Regions from separate parts of the Mus musculus genome. Here regions 1 and 3 are each linked to region 2. A link is a contact called in public promoter capture Hi-C data. All regions are on one chromosome and are shown on one strand. Each heading gives the region's core, a stretch centred on a gene start, on an enhancer-like site or on the middle of the called end of the contact. The rest is flanking DNA. Distances are from core to core; before and after follow the strand shown.

Region 1 (4,446 bases), core at 1,606-4,105, 2.1 Mb after region 2:
AGAGCTATACTTCTATAGGGTCTAGTGTCACTCTTCTGTGAAGTCTGACTCAAAGTCAGGGTCTGCCTCCGAAAGGGAATAACTAGATCAGAGCGTGGCCTGATGAGAACCATAGAAAGGCTTGTACAGGATTCATCCTGCTGCTTTCTGTGGAGACCATCTTCCTGGAAAGGAACGGCCGGTGAGTATGTGGGCCGACTGTGTCTTCTCCTCTGACAGACCCATATGTGTGTTTTCTTGGCAGCAATGTTCATGGCTCCTGCTCAGATGGCATACCCCACAGCTTACCCCAGTTTCCCCGGGGTTACACCACCTAACAGCATCATGGGGGGCATGGTGCCTCCGCCAGTAGGCATGGTAGCTCAACCGGGAGCCTCTGGAATGCTAACCCCTATGGCCATGCCTGCAGGCTATATGGGGGGCATGCAGGCGTCCATGATGGGTGTGCCGAACGGGATGATGACCACTCAGCAGGCCGGCTACATGGCAAGCATGGCAGCTATGCCGCAGACTGTGTATGGAGTTCAGCCAGCTCAGCAACTGCAATGGAACCTTACTCAGGTAAGCAGCCTCACTGTGCCTGGGACAAGACTTCAGAGCCTTCCTCAGTGTCTGACCTGGTGCCACTCCTGGATCCCCCAAATCTTCCTTATATAGACAAGCTAATGCCAAAGATATACCTTGTTTTTATTTCCCTGGAAGGCCTGGCAGAAGTTAGAGATTCCTGAGTTTCTGTAGGAACTAAGTCTGAGTCTCTCCACAACTTCTCCAAAACGAAATCAAACCTCTACAGACAAGCAAGGAGTACAAATAAAACCACTGTTGCGGGCTTCAGTGACGTGATACTTGGCACAAGAGCATCCTATCTCACTGAGCCAGCACCTCAAAGGAAACTGTGCAAAAAGAAGAGAGGGAGTAAAGGCCTAGAGGTGACTGAGCCAGGAAGAGAAAGTCCCATCCTGGTGTAGGCCTACGTGGGGCAGACTGAAGGCATGGAGAGTAAACCTCTCATTAACTGGGCTTTGCAGTTAACAAGAGACACACAGGTGTCTAGGTTGGTTACTTGGGAAGGCATTGTGTAGCGGGAGGCCAGCAGGAGGTAGGAGGAGGAAAGTCTTACTGCTTTCTTTTCTTTTTTTTTTTTTTTTCTTTTTCAAGACAGGGTTTCTCTGTGTAGCCCTAGCTGTCCAGGCTGGCCTCAAAGTCACAGAGATCTGTCTGCCTCTGCCTCTGCCTCCCCAGTGGTGGGATTCAAGACATGCTCTATCCCCGCCCAACAGGAAGATCCATCTTATATATTTGGAGAAACTGATGCACAGCAGTCAACTTTGTTTGTTTGTTTGTTTGTTTGTTTGTTTGTCTGTTTGTTTCTCTCTCTCTCTCTCTCTCTCTCTCTCTCTCTCTCTCTCTGTGTCTAAGATTTTACTTATTTTACGTATATGAGTACACTGTAGCCGTCTTCAGACATACCAGAAGAGGGCATCGGATCCCATTACAGATGGTTGTGAGCCACCATGTGATTGCAGGGATTTGAACTCAGGATCTCTGGAAGAGGAGTCAGGGCTCTTAACCGTTGAGCCATCTGTCCAGCCCAGCAGTCAACTTTCAAATATCAGGAAGCTTTTATGACTTAAAGAACAAGAAAATTCCATGAACTGAGGCCACCTCTGTACATGTCTCCCTACACAAGTCTATCAGCCATACATTAAACAAGGAGTCAACACCCAGGCTGACAATAGGCTTTAGATCAGAGGAAAGGGCTGAAACAGTGACGTGTGGACTGTTGTGGCACCGTGACATTCCTTGGGTGTGCTACAGAGTGATTCTGGGAGCGCGTTCATCCTCATGAGGTGCCTCCTGACCTCCAAGAGGTGAATGGTACGATGCCTGCAGCTTGTGGTTTCCCTCAAAATTATTTTAAAGGTTTTGTATACATATACATGTATGGATGATTCACACACACACACACACACACGGAAAATTTTTAACAGCTAGTAAATTTAAAGATGAAACGTGGATTTTTGTTATATTATTTTTCCAGTTTTTACCTAATTTTCAATTTTAAGGAAAACTGAAAATTTTTTGAAAAGTTTATGGAAAAAGAAGAGTTTATTTATACAGCAAACATACTGGACTCAGGGGACTTATAATTATTTATCTAACAGATTGTCAGTTTGTGTTTCAATCTAATTACAAGGAAGTCCCTACTGGCCAGCATAGTAGCACAAGTCCCTAATCCTAGTGGACTCATGTGCCACTCCTAGTGCCACTTATGTGGCAGAGGCTAGATAATCACTGCAAGTCTGAGCCCAGCCTGATATACAAGGTGAGTTCCTGGCTAGTCAGTAATACACAGTGAGACCCTGTCTTAACCAAACAGCAAAAAGGAGACTCTGTCCCACCCATCTGCACTCTCCTGGTTGGAGATGGAAGACTTGCAGGTTGTTTCCCATTCTTCCTTTGTTTATTCAGTAGGAAGCCCCATCACCCCACATTCCCAAGCAAGCATGCCTAAGCACTGACACTGGCAGTGATGCCCTCTGCTGGTGATGAGGTGGAGCACTAGCAGGAGTCTGTCTCTGGACTCTGCAGGGCAAGCTGTGGCCAGCTGACAATAGTCCCTTCAGTGAGGATATGAGGAGAGTCCTGGAAAAGAAGAGACGTTCACTGGAGGCATTTCTGCTGACCAGACTCAGGAGTCCTTCTTACCTCCCACAACAGAAGGACCCTTCCCCTGCTCTGTGCAGTGCCCATGGCCTGATCTGAAAAATCTCTGTCCTTTTCAGATGACCCAGCAAATGGCTGGGATGAACTTCTACGGAGCCAACGGCATGATGAACTATGGACAGTCAATGGGCGGTGGAAATGGCCAGGCAGCCAATCAGACTCTCAGTCCTCAGATGTGGAAATAAAAGCAAAGCACCTGTATGGCTGCCACTCTTTTTGACCCTTGCTTTCCTCCCTCCTCTTTTTCCCCCAGCCTTCCCCTTTCCTTTTTCCTACCTCTCTCTGTTCGGTTTAGAAACTGATCATAAGTCATATGTTGTTTGGCATTCTGCCTAACCCAGTCTCCCTTCCCAGAGTCATGGACCTCTCTGTTGCTTTATGTTGGTCATGTCCCTGACTGTCCAGATTTCCTCCCACCCCACCCCACCCTCTCCCAGCACCAGCACCTTAGAAACTATTGGCAGAAGAGGGCACATGAGCTGCGGGAGAGTGTATACACTGATCAGTACCTCCCTTGAGGCTGAGCTTCCTCGCAGACCCACAGAAAGGTCTATAAAGGACAAGTGCTTGGCAGAGGGGAAAGTAGAAAGGGTCTTTATTGGCTATAAGCTGTTTCTAAGTGCTGAGAGTTTTGCTTGAAGAGGGAGCGAGCCATCAAGTTCCCAGCTTTTCAGGAATGAAAGAAGTTCAGCAGTCAGATAATCCTTGTGTCTTGGGTCAGTTTGGCCCTGGCCCTAGAGTGAGGCAAGCCCTTCCTATGAAGATGAGCAAAAATATTATTCCACTTCACTCTGAGTGCTTTCAGGATCTGGGGCTTCAAGACTCACTGCTTCAGTCAGCCTTCATTAGCACCAAAGACTCCATGAAGGTCGTCCCCCACACAAACATACCCCTTGCGCACCTTCTGCCTACTTTGAGCCGGATCTGGCCTGTGACTAGAAGACCAACCCCTACGAGGAAATGTGGAGCTCAACGTGTGCACTGCTTGTATGCGTGTGGATGTGTGGATCCCACCTGCCGCCTCCCCATCTGCTCTGGGTGTATTTTTGTTTTTTATAGTTCTAGGTTTACAACAGAGAGGAGTTAATTTATCAACAGCCTAAAACTGTTGCCAGGTCATCTTACAGTTTAAAACATGCCATCTCATCGGTAGTCCCTGCTCTTTTCCCTCTCCCATCTGCCAGTCTCTCTGTGCCCTCGTGTCTGAGTGCTGTTTGCCCACCTTTTCCAGGTGTAAGAGGCAGAGAGCCTGGACAGCTTTCTCTCTCAGCCATTGTTCACCCCACTTGAAAATTCAAACAAGAAAACTTTGCTTCAAAGATCTCATGTGTGGGAACCACAGCGCCTGGTTGCCTTTCTCCTGTGTATGTGTAAATTCCTTAATAAATATTGCAGGGAAAGACCCTTTTTGCTCGGCTGTCACTGTGTTACTCTTGGAAGACAGTGAGACATACACAGGATTTCTGCTTTCCAAGAGCAGCTGCTGCCTTCACCTTTGCATCTTAAAGAATTCTGTTTTTAGTACCAAGGGCAGGCCAGTCCAGAACACAGAAAGACCTTTCTTCAGTGACAGTGGGAGCCATGAGCTGAGGGGCCTGGAGCTCTGCACTGTAAGGGTCATAGAACATTAGGATCTGGAGTGCTTTCCCTATAGATGGAAAAGCTGAGACCCAGAGAAAGAACACAGTTACCAAGCATACACCCTTCCTTGGCAGAGAC
Region 2 (4,563 bases), core at 1,275-3,774:
TCCATAAAGCAGGGATTCCCAAATAATTCACATGCTGTTGCTAGGAGCCAACAACAAATGGAAGAAGGTGAAAGGTCAAAGATCTTCTGGACTGGAAGAAAATTCTAAGCTTTCGGTTGGCTTTTAGCATCTAGGTTTAAATGTCTACAAGACAGACACACGGAACATTGACCTCATGCCCCCTTTCTGTGCTTGTATGACACAGGGTCTCACTCTGATGCCCAGACTGGCCTTGAAGCTGTAGCAATTCTCCTGTCTCAGCCTCCTGAGTGCTGGGATTACAAGCATGAGTCACCATGACCTTGAGAACTATGTTGTCCTGTGTACAGAGCGGAGCTGCTGGTAGCATAAATAGGGATCATCAGGGCTAGGTTGACTCTCCACCGGCTTTCTGCTTGTCCATTTGTCACCTCTAGTGATCTACTAGGAATCCCAGAAGGGAGTAATGTCCAGCCTGGAGAGAGCAAATGACATCCCCAAAGGCCCATTTTGGTATTGGGCCCTGCTCTGTTCACAGCAGCTATTCCCACCAGGGCTGTTCATGTCTTGACCCAAAGAGAAAGTTGGGGGAGGGGAGTAAGGCCTGGGCTGGGTGGTGACTCATTTTGATCAGAGATTCCCCTGGGGACATTCTTGGGCAATGCTATGCTCAGTTTTTCTATTCCTGCACTATAGGTCAGCCTGTCCTGAGGATGGAGAGCCAGTTTCAAGTCCCACATGTAGTGTGTCCTAAGGACGCAAGCCTGGTCTTTAAGCAGAAATGTTGGTTGTATCGAGATCCCACTGGCTGCAGCCCCTCTTAGCCATGGGCTCTCAGTGCTGCCAGAGAACCTTCTTGTCCTTCACTGTGCTCCACCCCCACCCCCTCCCCCAGACCCCTCCCCCACTCCCACCCCCACCTCACCTTAGCCACCAGTAGAGCAGAGAGCAGAGGTTTGGTTGTCCTTTTCCTACCTTAAGGTGGCCTGCCGCTACCCACCCCCACACTCTGCTTACAGTCTGGAAAGTTCTCCTTCCCCTGGAGGGAATGTCACAAAACTGAGCACTGGATGCAGACCCACGCAGCCCGGGCCTTATCAGGTAGTTTCCAGGCGGCCACTGCTTTCCTCACCTTGCCTGGGAAATAAGAGACTGTGCCTGCTGGGAGGGCGAGCAGCTCCTCGGGTACAGAGGCTGGTGGCCATGCCAAGGCCCTTCCTTGCTTGCCCTGCTCTCAGCTCAAGTCCTGGTACCCAGTCCTAGCCCCAGGCTGTCTGTTACAGACAGGAGCAAAGCAGGTAGGGACTGAACCAACAGTAAATGCTTATGGCTACAGATAAAAGTTTTGGGGAAAAGACCTTTAAGACTCGTAGGAGAAAGTGGTCCTGATGTCTACAGGTCCCTGGAGAAAGGAGGAGCCACGCTTCGGGAGAATGGACTCACAGCTGCCCCTTGGGTCACTCACTGGCCTGAACACTCTCCGTGCCAGGCCAAGGTCCAGCTGCTAGGGCCCAGGCCCACAGGACTACAGTCATGTCTGAGTCTGTCCACTCCACCTCCTGACACTGCACCCCACCCACCAGTTCCTACTACACAGAAAGAGCCCGCCATCCGGGCGTGAGGGTCAGCTCTGGTCACTTTGATATGACCACAGGTTTCCACACTGAACTTTGTCCCTCTCTTCAGGGCTGCTTTTATCACAGTGACAGCATCATTTACTCATCAGTCTCCCCAGGACTGACTTCCGGTGCCACCTAGGGGACCTGGGCATCACCAGATAACTACTCCTAGGCATCATGGTGAGACAAGGCCTGGGGAACCTGCGCTAGCACTCAGACCTTCCAGTCCTGACCCCTGTAGTCCTTGCTTCCCGGGTGATGAGTCTGCCACATAGCGATTCCCTAAGCAGGGTCCTCACGCTCCTAGAGGCCTATCCCCAGTCAGATGGCTAGAATAGTCCCTCCAAGACAGGAAGCCATGCGCTCTCCACGTGGAGACTGCGGACACCCTGGGTCCCTCTGCACACTCACCTATGTTGACAAAGCTCATAATCAGGTCAGCACGGTCCAAGTGAGGCTGCGGGGTCCCACCGCCACTGTCATCCGTCATGGCACGGTACAGGTCCAACATAAAGAGGGGCGCAGACGCTGGCTGCTGGGCAGCCCCGACCGGTGCTCGGGATCGGGGCCGCCCCGGCAGCCCCAGCACCTCCCGAATCTCGCGCTGCATGTCGCGGGGCTCGCGTACTCCTAGTCGACGCTGGGGAAAGACGTGCGGGGGATGCGAGAGGTGACCGCCGCCCAACACGCACAGAGCCAGGCCCAGTAGCCATAGGAGTCCCGGACGCGCAGCCATCTCGGACGTTTAGCGGACTCGCATCCAGCGACGCCTCGACGACAAGGATGGGACAGCGCCGCGGATCCCGAGTTCGCACCTGTCGCGGGCAGCTCTAAGACGACTGCGCTCCACGCGCTCCGCAGGCAGCAGCCCAGCCTGTAGGTCCCGCAGAGCAACGTGGGCCCGCGCGGTAGGGAATAGCGAGTGTCCGGAGCAGGACCGACTTTCGGGGACTAGAACCCGGAGCGCTTCCTCGGCTCCTCCCCTTAGTGAACTCAACCAATGGGGGCTCTGGGGCGGGCCCGAGCGCGGACACACGTCTACAGGGTGTCTGTACCGCTACTACTAAAGGTGGGGGTGGAGGGAGCGAGTGGGACCCGGAGGTAGGTATCACCGGTCGGGGAGAAGCCATCATGGGTGTCCTGGGCCCCCATCCATCTGCCTGGGCACACTCCGGGCTCCGCGCGGAGACGTCGGTGTCTCTGAAGCAGACACCTGCACCTTGGAGCGAATTGCTTAGAGTTGGGAGAGCGCCCAAGTCCGGGAGCTGGGGTGGGCCCCACATGTCTCCGGAAGCGCCCATTGGACTGGCCGTCGGGGCGGGGCGGATGCCAACCATGCCTCGAGGGTGGGGCACATTCTGTCGCCAGAAGCTGCCAGGGCCCGGACTCCGCCGCTCCTGTCTGCTAGGTGCCTTCCCCGCTGTCCGGGGAAGACGCCTCCTTCACCGATGAGCGCTGGTTCTGTGCGCCAAGCTATTCTCTGCCAGGCCCAGACAGACCACACTGCTGGCTAATCCAACCTCAGATTGACTCTGGAGTATCCGGGAGGGAAACCCAGGCACACAGAGCTTAAACACCTTCCCTCAGGCCGCACAACAATGGAACTAGAAAGCTTCAGGCACTGGGTGGTTGGCTGCTGGAGAGGCTACCAAGAGGGATATGCGTTAAAGGGCTTAACAGACAGTGCGCTACATAAGGGTTTTGACCAACTATGAATTCTTTAGCGTGGATTCAAAATAATATTCCAAATAAATCACACCACCAAAATCATCTTGATGTGATCCCCTAAACGGTTTAAAAAAAAAAAAAAGATTTATTTATTTATTTGATGTTTGTGACTACACTGTCGCTGTCTTCAGACACACCAGAAGAGGGCATCAGAATCCATTACGGATGGTTGTGAGCCATCGTGTGGTTGTTGGGAATTGAACTCAGGACCTCTGAAAGAGCAGTCAGTGCTCTTAACCACTGAGCCATCTCTCCAGCCCCTCAAAGATTTAAATGTCAATTAAATCCTTAATGCAATCTTTCAGTTGTGCCTCAAGCACACACTAGTCTTATAACCGAATCAACAGGTCAATTTCCATACTATTTCAAAGTCCCATAAAGACAATGGATATGCCAACTAACCATTGAAAATGGCTAGGTGAGACAGAACAAAGATACTGAAGGCAAGGATAGGTTGAAATGAGGATGGACTTAGGTGCTGATGCTGGAGGCGGGTAGAGCTCTCTCTCTCTCTCTCTCTCTCTCTCTCTCTCTCTCTCTCTCTCTCGTGTGTGTGTGTGTGTGTGTGTGTGTGTGTGTGTGTGTGTTGCGTTGCAGTACTGGGGATTGCAACCAGAGCCTTCTACAGGCTAAATGAATGCCCAAACACTGAGCTAAACTCTCAGCCTTGTACATTAGTTACCACACAAAACATGACCCCATTTGCTGTACTCAATGATGCTTTGCCATTGTACTTCTCAAATATTTAAAACTGGCTTGCAGTGGAACCTTAAGGGTTCTCTGGAAAGTGTTGGATGGTGTTTTCGCTGGGTTAAACACATGAAGGAGTGTTTTTCCTGAAGTGGACACAGGTGAAAAGGGATGTTTAGCTGAAGCAGACACAGGAGAAAGGATGTTCTGCTAAAGCAAGCATGTGAAAAGACACATGACAAAGGATCTCTTGCTAACAACACAAGTGTATTGGTCCACCTTACACTGCGTAGCTGAGCTCCATTTGTCAGGACTCCATAGAGAGAAAAGCACCAGAAACTTCTGGTGGTGTGTGCAGCTTCTTGCCACTTCTGCGGACTCAGGCTGATTGGCAGAGTGATGTCAGCTGAGACAGACGCATGGGGAAATTTGCTAAGACTCAAGACTCGTGGAGAACACCTGATATTCTGAGGGCATATAAATAGGACTCAACGGACAGTGACAGAGGCATGGCTTGCTTGTGTAGCTAAATGCTTCTTGGTCTCTG
Region 3 (4,477 bases), core at 1,234-3,733, 2.3 Mb after region 2:
AGTAACAGAAATGTCTAGGGAAGTTGGAATCAGCTGTTGAAAAGGCCTTGACATTGAGAATGATTTCTGTTTGACATTAGTGACTGTAGAAGATGAAGGGTAGTAGATGGATGCAGCTTTATCAGAAATATGTTTTCACTAAATTTACTGCACATCCTATGTAAAATGAAGATGGAGCTAGAAATTTTGTGATTTTTATTTTAACTTGATCTTTTCTTGAACAAACTTTGTAGATGACAATGTCACTTGACACGATGTCAAATGGTTGATCATGCCTGCTAGAGGCTTGTGAAGAAGTTTAGAGTAGTTGGTAACATAAGTGGCTTAGATTTATCCTTGGCTCACAGTGATGGCTAAATGGGTATTAGCTATTGTCATTGTAATTATTATTCTTATTATTGTATGGGAGTTATGGAAGTCTGAATAAAATGGTGGCAGCATGATGAGAGGTCAGGTGAGGACACCACTGTTGAACACTGTCATGACTTAGCAGTTAGTGGAACATGAGGGACAGTCTGAATGACTAACACATAGGAACTGAGAGGGAATGGAGCAGGTTTGAAGAAAAGATAAATTTGAATTTGGACATGGGGAATTTCTAATTAGAAATGTCCAGTAGGTAGATTGTATATTTAGGACTGGACGTTGGGGAAATGTCAGAATTGGTAATATTGAGAATATTTGGATATTCTCATTGTCTTCTCCCTCCATTTTCTGTGACACTGCTAGGAATTAACTCTGTGTGTGGCCTTATGCCTAGTGGGCAAGTGTATCACCATTAAGCTATATCCCTAGCCAATAATAATTGGGGTTTAAACTCAGTAATTATAGCTGATCTCGGTGACAGATAAGAGAGAATCAAGGGAGAGAGAGAATGGTTAGAATTTATCAAGCTTCATCTCAGAGATAGAAGCATACAAAAGTGTTGGACCCGTTGGGTATGGTGGTACATGCCTTTAATCTTACCGCTCAGGAGCCAGAAGCAGGAGAATCTCTGAATTTGAGGCCAACCTGGTCTAAATAGAGAATTTGAGGCCAGCCAGGACTAGTGAGATCTTGTTTCAAACAAACAAAACCCAAACAAACAAATAAAACAACCATGTTAGAGACTGCCTATAACTAGGCATCCATAACAAGGTAGACATGTTATTTAGCCCTCATCTTCCTCAGGATGTTTTGAGTCCCGTGTGTGCATGATACATGAGAGCATCATTTTAAGCTCATATATATGCAAGAACCTAAAGATATGGAGGCACTCCCTCTGATCTTACTGGGTAGTTCCTTGAAATGTGTGTGTACAGAAATGTATATCTCCATCCAGTGCAAAGATTAGATTCCTGGCTTGCATTGGATATAGTGTTACTGATAATAATTTTGACAAGTCTGAAGTGTGAAGCCAACGAAAAGTACATGTGTAGGAATTTGGCAGTGCTTGTTTAGCAGATAATTTACATCCCAAAAGAGTCTTAGTTGAGAACCACTGATCTATATGATCTAGCAGAATTTTCACTATAAACTACCTGTATATAGGTTCTAAGTTAAATATGTTGTAATTATCTTCAATAGAAAAGAAAGACATGAACTTGTCACTAGAGAAATAATGGTAAATTTCAAGCTGTCTTACTTGGTTATTTTTATCCTGAATTCTTGTGAATTTTTTTTCTTGGTAATTAACTGGCCAGATTCCTATTCAGCTACTCTCAACAATGGCTAAGCTTATAACAGTGTGCAGTATTTATATGAATCAGTGATTTAGTATTCTTATTTGGTACTTACTAATGTAGGTAGGACAGAAAATGATCTCCATTTTGAGGGTGAGGAAGCAGGGGCACAGCCTGATGAAATGAGCCCAGTGCGTTCTACACTGCCCTTCCTTATTATATAGGAAAACTGTCCACTCTGCTTCACCTTTCTGGTGAAAACTCTCCTGCCGAAAGACAGAAGCTTGATTTTTGGGGGGGTGAAGGGGGATTAGGGATGGCTCATGCTCATATGCTACTACTTGGGAAGTCTAGGCAGGGGGATTACCAAAAATTCAGGATCATCTTTTTTTATAGAGTGAGGATCCCCACCCCACCCCCACATACCCTGTCCTCCCAGTCTAAAAAAAGGTTGCAGGGTGGGGGCAAAAGCCAAGTGGTTGTTTGCACATGCCTTTAATCCCTAATCCTCAGGACTGAAGGTCTCTGAACTCAAGGCTAGCCAGGGCTACACAGAGACATCTTGGCTGGAAAAAACAACAACAAGAAAATTCAGCCAAAGGGACACAAGAAAATTTCTTAAAGAGTTCTCAGTCTTTTTTTTTTTTTTTAAAGAGTTCTCAATCTTAAGGAACAAATGCATAGTAAGATTGAATTACTTTGAAAGCTTTTATTGAAAAAGGTGGCTTTAGTCACTTTTCAGAACAAATTACAGGTAGATACTTTGGACAGTAATACATATTTGGGGAATTGCCTTCTGTGACTCCAAAGTTCACTACAGTCATACAAATAGATGCTTCCCAAAATAGATAACTTGGTTAGATCAGGGTTAGCATTTCTGCAGTACTTTTCAGCCATACAGGGCCACAATATGTAGTATGAATTGGGTTCTTCACTTAAACCACGGAGATCAGTATTTTTAAAATGAGAAATGACTGAACAGTCTGCTTTAGATGTCCTAGCTGTGATTTATAATTCTTGCTTCACCCCTAGTATCTGTGCAGCTATTGAAACATCTATAGTGGAGGACTGACTAAGGCTGTTGGGTATTATAGTTTACCAAGCCCCAGAAAGTGAGTTGGGTCTACAAGGTCTTTCAGTTTCCACTACTGGCTGGTAACCCATTGGTCTAATCTTAGTCCTCGAAGGATTCTGCAGCTTACCAAACTTGGAAACTTTAATCAGTTTCCACCTTGAAAAGAATATAACAATCTGTTAGCTTTGCATTAGAGATCTCAAAATTATTAGAAGCAACAACAAAAAAAGATATGTGTTCCAGCATGAGAAAAATCCAAAAATTCTTTAATTTTGTTTACCAATTAAAGAAATAGATTTATTTTTCTTTCTCTGTATGTGTGTGCATGTACTCACAGTGGCCAGGAGAGGATAACAAATCCCTTGGAGCTGGAGTTCAGGAAGTGAGCCTCCTGATGGGGATGCTGAGACCTAAGCCCTAGTTCCTCTGCCAGAGCAGCAAACCTTCAAAACACTGAGATATCTTTCTTTGTTGTTGTTGTTGTTTTGAGACAGGGTCTCACTGTGTAGCCTTGGCTTGCCTAGGCTACTTAAACCGGGCTGACCTTGAACTCACAAATCCACATATCTCCTGAGTGTTGGAATTAAAGTCATGCACCACCATGCCCAGCTTGAATAACCAATCTTAATAAAGAGAACTTGAATGAAGAAGCACAGGACTATCTAGGCAGGAGAATGGCTGCAAGTTTGAGGCCAGCCTAGGAAGCTGGGTATGGTGACATTTGCCTATCTTTAATCCCACTGCTGGAAAGGTGGAGACAGGTGAATTGCAGCCTGTTTACATAAATTCTGGACTCCAGGTCAGTGAGAAATGCTATCTCAGAAGATAAGGGTCTGGAGAGATGCTTTAGCAATTAGGGACACTGACTATTCTTCCAGAGGACCTGTGTTCAAATCCCAGCACCTACATGTTATAGCTCACAACTGTCTATAATCTAGTTAAAGGAGGTCTAATATCCCTTTCTGTCCTCCAAGGGTACCAAACAAGCAAGTAGTACATAGATATACATGTAAGCAAAACACCAATACACATTTTTTTTAAAGTGAAAATATGGTGGTGAGGCCTGGAGATACAACTTAGTTGGGGTGTTTGCCTGGCATATATTGAGCTTTGGGTTTGATTCCCAGCAACTCATAAACTGGGTCTGGTGATATAGAAGGTGGATGCAAGACGGATCATAAATTCAAGGATGGTATAGCAAGTTCAAGTCCAGTTTCATACACAAGAGTACAGGACATGGGTTCAAATTCTAGCTCTGACATCGACTTATTCTTCCAGAGGACCTGTGTTCAAATCCCAGCACCTACATGTTAGGCCCTGGCCAAGTCTCTCAGTCTACCTGGATTAATCTGTCAGGTGGGAGTATTTGTACCTGTGCTCAGTTTCTTATGTTTGTAGTGAGGACAAAATAAGTGAATGTGAAATTACTTCAGAAGTATAAAGGGTAAGACTGTAGAAATGACTCGGTCAGTCATGGGTTTTTTTAGTTTGATTGTACAAGCATGAGGATATGAGTATGGATTCCCAGCACTCACGTACAAAGCTAGGTGTGGCTTTGTGTACCTGTAACCCCAGGAGTCGGAAGGCCGAGGCAGGAGCTCTGTGAGGCTTGTTATAGACAACCATTCCAACAAAAACATCTTAAAAACTAGAGATCAAGGAAGACACCCAGTGTCAACTTCTGCCCTTCATATGTGTCAGTACACCCATGCACATACTTAACGTACAAAAGTGTAAAAGA

Evidence for each region. Promoter capture Hi-C pulls out the DNA fragments that hold promoters and counts their contacts.
Region 1: a promoter capture Hi-C map of liver shows a contact between it and region 2, with 5 times the contacts expected there. The contact joins the enhancer-like site here to the promoter of Bmp8b in region 2. A contact is called at or near these places in 2 of 39 promoter capture datasets (hippocampal neurons and liver), 1 of 115 datasets of contacts at active chromatin or transcription factors (large pre-B cells) and 1 of 9 other capture datasets (embryonic stem cells).
Region 3: a promoter capture Hi-C map of liver shows a contact between it and region 2, with 2.9 times the contacts expected there. The contact joins the enhancer-like site here to the promoter of Bmp8b in region 2. A contact is called at or near these places in 5 of 39 promoter capture datasets (frontonasal cranial neural crest, hippocampal neurons, liver and 1 more).

Annotation. Positions count from the first base shown.
Region 1 is chr4:120,968,005-120,972,450 of GRCm38.p6, reverse strand. Smap2 (small ArfGAP 2) reads left to right here. Exons shown (of 10, transcript NM_133716.3): 9 at 245-561; 10 at 2,787-4,134. The coding sequence ends at 2,912. Among named protein-coding and RNA genes, the nearest start is that of Mir7015, 3.1 kb to the left of the region's middle. Within about 2 kb of position 2,855, at least 12 of the 459 cell types and tissues checked have an H3K27ac peak or open chromatin away from gene starts, as enhancers often do. A contact at or near this core is called in liver, where this site is marked.
Region 2 is chr4:123,103,122-123,107,684 of GRCm38.p6, reverse strand. Bmp8b (bone morphogenetic protein 8b) reads right to left here and starts at 2,524. Exons shown (of 7, transcript NM_007559.5): 1 at 2,010-2,524. The coding sequence starts at 2,334.
Region 3 is chr4:120,803,672-120,808,148 of GRCm38.p6, reverse strand. The region is part of intron 1 of Nfyc (nuclear transcription factor-Y gamma); the gene reads left to right. Among named protein-coding and RNA genes, the nearest start is that of Nfyc, 20 kb to the left of the region's middle. Within about 2 kb of position 2,483, at least 8 of the 459 cell types and tissues checked have an H3K27ac peak or open chromatin away from gene starts, as enhancers often do. A contact at or near this core is called in liver, where this site is marked.